Regions from separate parts of the Gossypium hirsutum genome. Here region 1 is linked to region 2. The links are chromatin contacts, called in public Hi-C maps. All regions are on one chromosome and are shown on one strand. Each heading gives the region's core, a stretch centred on a gene start, on an enhancer-like site or on the middle of the called end of the contact. The rest is flanking DNA. Distances are from core to core; before and after follow the strand shown. Region 1 overlaps LOC107954644 (transcription factor PIF1). Region 2 holds the start of LOC107954647 (CLIP-associated protein).

Region 1 (3,720 bases), core at 429-2,928, 230 kb after region 2:
CATTTACAAATGTTTTGGCTGGCTCACCATTACCAACACCAGCAGCTGCTGCTCATCTGGGTCCAAGATTTACTATGCGACCCTTTCATATGCCACCACCGGCTCTGGCTCCAGCTCCAGCTCCTGATCCATCAAGAATCCAACCAAACAATCAGTCAGACACCATGTTAAACCGGCTTGGTGTACAAAACCCAAACCAGCCTTGTGTCCCAAACTTTGCTGATCCTTATCAGCAGTATAATATTGGTCTTCACCCGATGCAATTATCCCCTCCACTGGTAGTGTTTAGCATGTCATTCTCAAAATTATGGCTTCACATCTATCATGTGAAGTACTGATTACTAATTAATTTCGCCTCTTACAGAATCAAGCGATGGCCCAGCCAAGTTCTAGTAAACCCAGTACCAGTAAGGGAGCTGATAATCTTGAAAATCACCCATCAGGTAGGTCCATTGTTGTCTGCTTCACCATTATTAGAAGATGGTTGTTGACAAAAGTATACACATGAGAAATAAGAAGATAGTACATGCCATGTCGCCCTCTAATCATTTCTATAATTAGGATCTACATATATAGCATTTACAGACTTGAGCCATTGTGGTGAAATTAACCTGGTTTCCACTAAAATCATGTCAGCTCGAATGATGAGTGAGACATATATTTATTAGCCATTAATTAAAAGTTCACTTACTGTTTAATGATGGATGATTTCTAATGTACTTTTTATTGGATGACAACATGAAGGTGACATGACAAGATAGCACTAAAAGGATTTACAAGTGGTGGCCGGCCAGCATCAACTACTCTCAGGCTGCAAGCAGATTCTATTATCTGAATCCTGGTCGCAAGTGCTGCTTGCTTGTGTATTCCTTTGGACTTCCATAACATGAAAACATTGAAGAAAGAGCTCCTGTGCATTACAGGTTGACAATTCTGTTTGGGATCACTCAGGGAAAGGTTCTTACCTTTTCTAAAAAGTTTTGTTAGTGTAAGAGAACCTTCTTGTCTGAGACCAACTTAAAAAAAAAAATACTAGCTAAATGTTGTAACACAGCTAGAATGTAATTATTACTCCACCATAGGAATATTTGGTTAAAACAGTTTGATTTTCTGTTTGTTCAGAATAAGAAAGAGGCTTAGACAGCAGAATGTAGCAACAAAAGAAAAAGTCACCCTTGGCTTTTGATTGGATGACTCTGGTTTGCTCACAAACCCGCCCAAGTGGTTCTTAAGTTATTATTATCTTTGAGTATAAACAAGATTGCAAATATTAATATTGGAATCTTGATCAATATAGATGTGGTGTCGAAAATTGTCTTAATCAACCAACTTATTGAGGTCAATTTTCAATACTGAGGGTAAAAGTTTTAAGCAGGACAAGGGGGATATTAAGCAGAGGTATGAAAAGAGGTTTCAACTTGTAGATTGGTTCTCTTCTGAACCTGAAAAAGGTGCAGAGGAGCGAATGGCCACTTTTTCACTTTGCCTTTTTTATGAGCCAAAATTCATCTTCTCTCAACCTTAAAAAGAGTGCATAAGAGAAATAGTCGCTGTTCCCTTTTCTTTTTTCTTTTTCTTTTTATCTTTTTCTGAGTGCTTATTAAGCTATGGTCCAATGATTCCTAATCCAAAAGGCAGGCCAACCAAGAAATGCCAATGATATAGGTATGAGAAGGACCCTTTATTGATAATATATGCTGAAATTAATGTAGGTTGACAACAATATGTGGGAACAGCAATGCTGGGGCAAGATTGTCCTCACGACGCCTTAATAATAATAACATGGTGTCTTTAAAACTATGAGAACGACCTCTCATTTGGGATACAAAGAACAAAAAGGGGTACACATTCAGATCACCTAATGGATGAGATGATTGGCTTTCCTTCTGTTCTTATTATCACAATGACAACAAGTTTTCACATTCTCTTCAAAACTGCATGAGACAAACCAAGGCATAAAATAGTCAACCATCCCCTCTCAACTCTTCTTTCTTATTCTCTACTACCATTTGACAGCTTGTTGGTTGGAAGATAAAAGGAATGGATGGGAACTGGGAAAGGCTATACCAAGCAAAATGCTATTGCAAAACTCGAGGAAGAGGATATAAGGGTTTAGCCAATCAATACGCTGCCGTCTCCATTTTCAGGTTCCCAGACGGCAGCATGATTTCCTTTCCTCCTCCATGCAATCACAACTTGGACATAACCATATCGACATCATTGTAGTCAGCGAAGAACTGTTTGGTAGATGAGTTATTGAAGATGTTCATCCTTGAAAGTTTCACGGCCGGAATAAGCTGTTTGGTAGATTTAAGGCCCAAAAATCTTCATGCACACAACTTCCATTATAAAATTTTGGATAATTGCAAAAAAAAATTAAGTGTATACTAATATTATCTAAGTACAAGTGTAACGGGTCACGGATCAAAGCTCATCTTGAGTACGTAAAGAGTGTCCTATGGACGTCAACTAATTAAATGTAGCTTTTTTGATCCATTTGAACTGACTCGACTGTGAAAGATATAAAAAAAATTTATCTACTTGAAACCTTAATGACCCAGTGAAACACTCCACTAAAATTAGAGTTATTAGGGTAATTAGTGTAAGCCCTAATGATAAAGATATATAGAATTTAAATGTCAGTTGTAGATAGACTCTAATCTTGCTCAATTATAAATAGAGAACTTCCATGTAATCCTTCATAGTAATTTAATACTATTAAAAATATTTACACACTTTATGTACGTGGCATTTTATGTTCTTTCATTTCTTTTTTATTTTAAATTGCTTCCACTTTATTTATGGTGTTTGAAGAAAATTTCTATCGAGAATTTTCAACAAAATCACTTAAAGTTACATGAATTATGAGATAAAATTTCTAATCCTATGACACAAAAACTAATCAAATTTTAATTAGTTTTAGTATGTAATTATTTAACTACATACTAAAAAATAGTTTACACTATTTAAAGTTTAAACTCTAGCGCTATTAGGTTTCAGCATTTCTCCCGCGAATATGTTCTTCTTATGCAATTCAATGCAGTTGGAGATTCTATGCTGCTGAAAAATATCAATAAGTTGCTAGTTTAAACTATAATGAGGAGAAAAAAACAGTCAAGCATTTGCCTCCACTTCTCATGACCGTAAGGACCTTTTTACTAGAGGTATTTGAGCTATGTAGCCTGCATTTGCAAAATATTTGAAGCGTTTAACTTGGGTCATCAACTTCCTGAAATCCTGGGTTAGCCAGCTAAAAGATATGAAACAAACAACATTGAAATGAAATTAAGAATAAGGAAGAAAGGATTGTGTGAATGCGTATTTCTTTGATAAATGTGCTTTTTATTCATCCAAAAGCTACAAGAAAAAGACTATAGGAACACTCTTCTAACTGTAAACTTTACAAAAGAATTAAGCAAGTCTAATGTTCAAACTTCACGTAGAAGAGGCAAATTTCCTAGAAAGCCTAGCATCAATAGAGCCTTTAATCAACACATAAAGACCCTCCACCTCCCTTCATGGAGGCACACCACGACAGTCTAAGAAGAATAGTGACCATCGATTTCTCTTTTCCAAACTGGTAAAGCCATAAAGTATACATTACCTGCAAATTACAAGCATATAAAACCTTCTCCCATAACAATTTAGGAAAAACACAATCACCAAACAGATGATCTCTTGATTCATCATGACACCCACAAAGAATGCATACAGGATCAA
Region 2 (3,796 bases), core at 351-2,850:
ACAAGTTAAATGCACATTACTTTAAATGTTACGTTCGTCTTCGTACGATGCATAAAAAATAATTTTTTTAAATCAAGGTAATGTTCATTATTTTGAAATTAGAAATGTTGTGTTTCTAACTTATGGAATATGACTTCTTTCTAAAACCGAGATAGTTGAATATTTACTTTAAAATAAATAAAAATGAGATTTAAGTAACGATCAATTGACGTTTATTCTCGTTTCCAAGGACTTAAGACATTGTGTCCTAACTTACGCGACATGATCCTTTTTCTCGATTAACTTGAGATAAGCCCTTTTCGTGAAAATTACTTTAGTTAGGTAGTGCCTTAATACAAAAATGGAACTCTTTTCAAATTTCTAATTCTCCACACTAAGACATCAATTAATCAATTAAGTATCAATTTCGGGTGTTACGAGGGTGCTAATCCTTCCTCGTGCGTAACATACTCCCGAACCCATTTCCGGGATTTGGTAGACCAAAATTATTATTTTAGTAAATCAAACTTTTTATTAAAACGATCAAATTGTAAGGTGATCCGATCACACCTCAAAAAAAGGATTGGTGGCGACTCCATTTTCGTTTTTAAAAAAAAATAAAAAAGTCGATTTGAAAAAAAGAAGTTTCGACAGTATTTAATAAGGACGAAGTGAGGAAGGGGTTGTTGCTCAATATGATTCCATTTCACAATTATAATAGTAGATTTTGGGACACCTATTACATGGTGATTGGAAAAAAAAACATGAAAAATTGTCTTTCAAAATTTATTAAAAACGATTTTTTTTAAAATATATGAAAATTTTAAATTTTTAAGTACTTAAATTTGGGTTGATTTATCCATGTATGCTGAATAAAAATAAAATTTGATAATTTATGTTCTTTTTTTAATTTACCAATATATATTATGTTTGGAGAGAGAAAGGAAAATGTGTCCTACAACACGTTTCCCTTTTTCTATTGTGAAAACACATCAACAACGATGTGCTCAATAATAACGACGAAGAGGATAAGGAGTTGTTAGAAGAAGAAGAGGAAGAAGATTATAATTCCCCCTCTTTGCTACCTCAATCAATTGTGACCATCGTACCCTCCACCTCAATTCCTGCCATTCCTCTTGCCGTTCCTTCATCCACTGTCGTGATTGTCGATGATGTTCTTCTTGGGGATTCAACTCCCGACTCCAAACACCAACGGATTGATTCCGCTGTTTTTGAGAAAAAACCTCATTCACCACAACAATTCAATGAATTGCGACAATTATTTTCACAAAGTGAAACGTGCCTGTTAGACACATTTTTTTCTCTCTCTAAAAATAATATATATCGGTAAATTAAAAAAATTAGTATAAATGGTCAAATTTCTTTTTTGTAGCATATATGGGTAAATCATCCCTTAAATTTGAGTTTTATCGGATGTATTGGTAGGTAATTCATTATATATATATGTTATGTATGCATTTTATTCTTTTTGCTTTTGTTTAATTGTTAATTCTGTTGAAAATTTTCTGTTAAATTTATTAATGAAACATTTTAAAATAAAAAATAATTACTCGATAGTTAATGTAATAAAAAAAATAGGGAAAGTAAGTTGTTTGAAATAAAAGAATAACTAGAAATTTTAAACCAAAAAATAGCTGGACTAGTAAATTCCAAATCTGAAGTATCCGATCATCCCTGTGTTATCCTTACGACGGTTACAACTGAACAAAAAAAAACTAAAAAAAGAGCACATCGCAGTCTCGCGCGAAAACAAAAAAAAGAATGGCAAAAACTCGTAAAATAATACAAAAGGGATGGGCAGTTTCCTTAATTACCTGAACCACACACTTTCATCATCTTCTCCGTCAATCTCAGTCCACTTTACCATCTCTACTCCTTTCATCCGTAATGATAATTTCTTTTTGAGGAAAGAAAAGAAAAGAAAAATTAATAAGAAAGAAAATAAGCGCAACTTCTTCGCTAAGTATCTCTTTACCAATAACAATCATTTTCCTTGCCTTTAATTGAATTTCTTTCCTCTCTGCCAAACACATTTCCTCAATTTTCATTTTTATTGTTTTTTTTCCAAATTACTGGAATTGGTTGAGAAATTTAGATCTGAGGACAGGATCGGGATCCAGATGGAGGAGGCACTGGAGCTGGCACGCGCCAAAGACACCAAGGAGCGAATGGCGGCTGTGGAACGTCTCTACCACCTCCTCGAAGGTTCCAGAAAGAGTCTGACTTATTCGGAGGTTACTTCGCTCGTGGATTGCTGCATGGATCTCCTCAACGACAACAACTTCAGAGTCTCCCAGGGCGCTCTCCAGGCACTTGCTTCTGCCGCCGTCCTCTCTGGTGATCACTTGAAGTTGCACTTCAACGCGCTTGTTCCCGCGGTTGTTGAACGGTTAGGTGACGCTAAGCAAACCGTCAGAGACGCTGCGAGACGCCTACTTCTCACTCTCATGGAGGTAGAGTTGCTATCTATTTCCTTTTATGTTATTGATTGTCTACTGCTAGTATAATTCCTTTTCCTTCTTATAACTGACTTTCATGCATATCAATCCATGGAAGACTTTTGTCCCTCCGCTTTGTGGAACTTTACCGTACCAGAATGTTTTTTATTCATGGAGATAGGAAATACGGTTTTTCTTAGCTTTGAATGAGTCAAGGGCTTCCGAATTGTTTTACCTTAAAATAATTCGTTATCATTTTTGTCTTCGCAATTCTTGGTAAATGGAAACCTAACTCATTCCTTATTTTATTGCTTTCTAAAGTTACCTTAGCTTTGTAGAAGTCATTAGTGAATGCTTTTATGCAATTGAATAATTACCATCCTTAATTACCTCGGGATGGCTTCCATGTTTCTTGTGGGATTAGTCATTCATTCCATTTTAATTTTTTATTAATACTACTAAGAAAGCAAGTTCGTGAATTAGGGTTCCTCATGCAATTACCTCTATGGCTATCATATGTTATTGAAAAGCAGATGCTTGATACTCTTCTACTCTCAAAAGATACGTTTATGTTTAGTGTGGTTTAAAAAGTCTGCTGTGAAGAACTAAAGCATTAGCTTTTAAGATTTTCTTTTCTAGTTCTCACTCTAAAGCAAGACTTAAGAACCTGCATTGTCATAATGGCTATGGACAATTTAGTAAGAATACAAGTTGTCAAAAGCTTTTTCACTTTTCTTGGATCCCATTATGTGGTCGTTTCTTTCACTTGCTTTTTGCTTGCTAAAGGTTGGTCAAAAAAGAAAGAGAAAATGGTAGAAATGAAACCATAATAGATTGGAAGTTAACAAAATTACTGAAACCCATCTCCAATTTAGTAAAATCATGCAGCATTTTGTTCTCTATAAAAGTACACTGTATTTTTGAAGTCTTCATAAATGTTATTTGCTTTTGTATCTAAGTATTCCTTTTCTTTTCTGTTTTATGTTGTGGAAAGTAGTAACTTCCTTAATCCATATGCATTTTCAAGTAAGATTAGTGATACAATGAGGGAGTGGACAACCTCAAGAATTTGTCCATTGCAATTTTTATTTTTTAAATTTCTTTTCAATGCCCGGTGGTTTATGGTTTTATTTTTATATCTGTTTTCATAAGGAAAGGGACTAGATTATATGTTTTGCAATTATATTTTGGAGTAAGTATCAATTTGAGTGCCTTGCTGAGTTTTTTGAATTATTATTTTAAGATAAGTGGTAAACAATTAGTTTGATCTGTAAAATATACTGATTATTTTGTATTCCAGGTTTCTTCTCCAACAATTATTGTTGAAAGGGCGGGCTCTTACGGCTGGACGCATAGAA

Evidence for each region. Hi-C and Micro-C count contacts between places; a contact is called where the count stands out from the background.
Region 1: a Hi-C map of leaf shows a contact between it and region 2, with 2.8 times the contacts expected there. The contact joins the enhancer-like site here to the promoter of LOC107954647 in region 2. A contact is called at or near these places in 2 of 34 Hi-C or Micro-C datasets (both in leaf).

Annotation. Positions count from the first base shown.
Region 1 is chrD07:29,513,438-29,517,157 of Gossypium_hirsutum_v2.1, forward strand. It overlaps LOC107954644 (transcription factor PIF1), which reads left to right. Exons shown (of 9, transcript XM_041096493.1): 7 at 1-278; 8 at 365-443; 9 at 745-1,143. The coding sequence ends at 761. Among protein-coding and RNA genes, the nearest start is that of LOC107954644, 5.9 kb to the left of the region's middle. Within about 2 kb of position 1,679, at least 3 of the 9 cell types and tissues checked have an H3K27ac peak or open chromatin away from gene starts, as enhancers often do. A contact at or near this core is called in leaf, where this site is marked.
Region 2 is chrD07:29,283,908-29,287,703 of Gossypium_hirsutum_v2.1, forward strand. LOC107954647 (CLIP-associated protein) reads left to right here and starts at 1,601. Exons shown (of 22, transcript XM_016890262.2): 1 at 1,601-2,453; 2 at 3,739-3,796. The coding sequence starts at 2,121.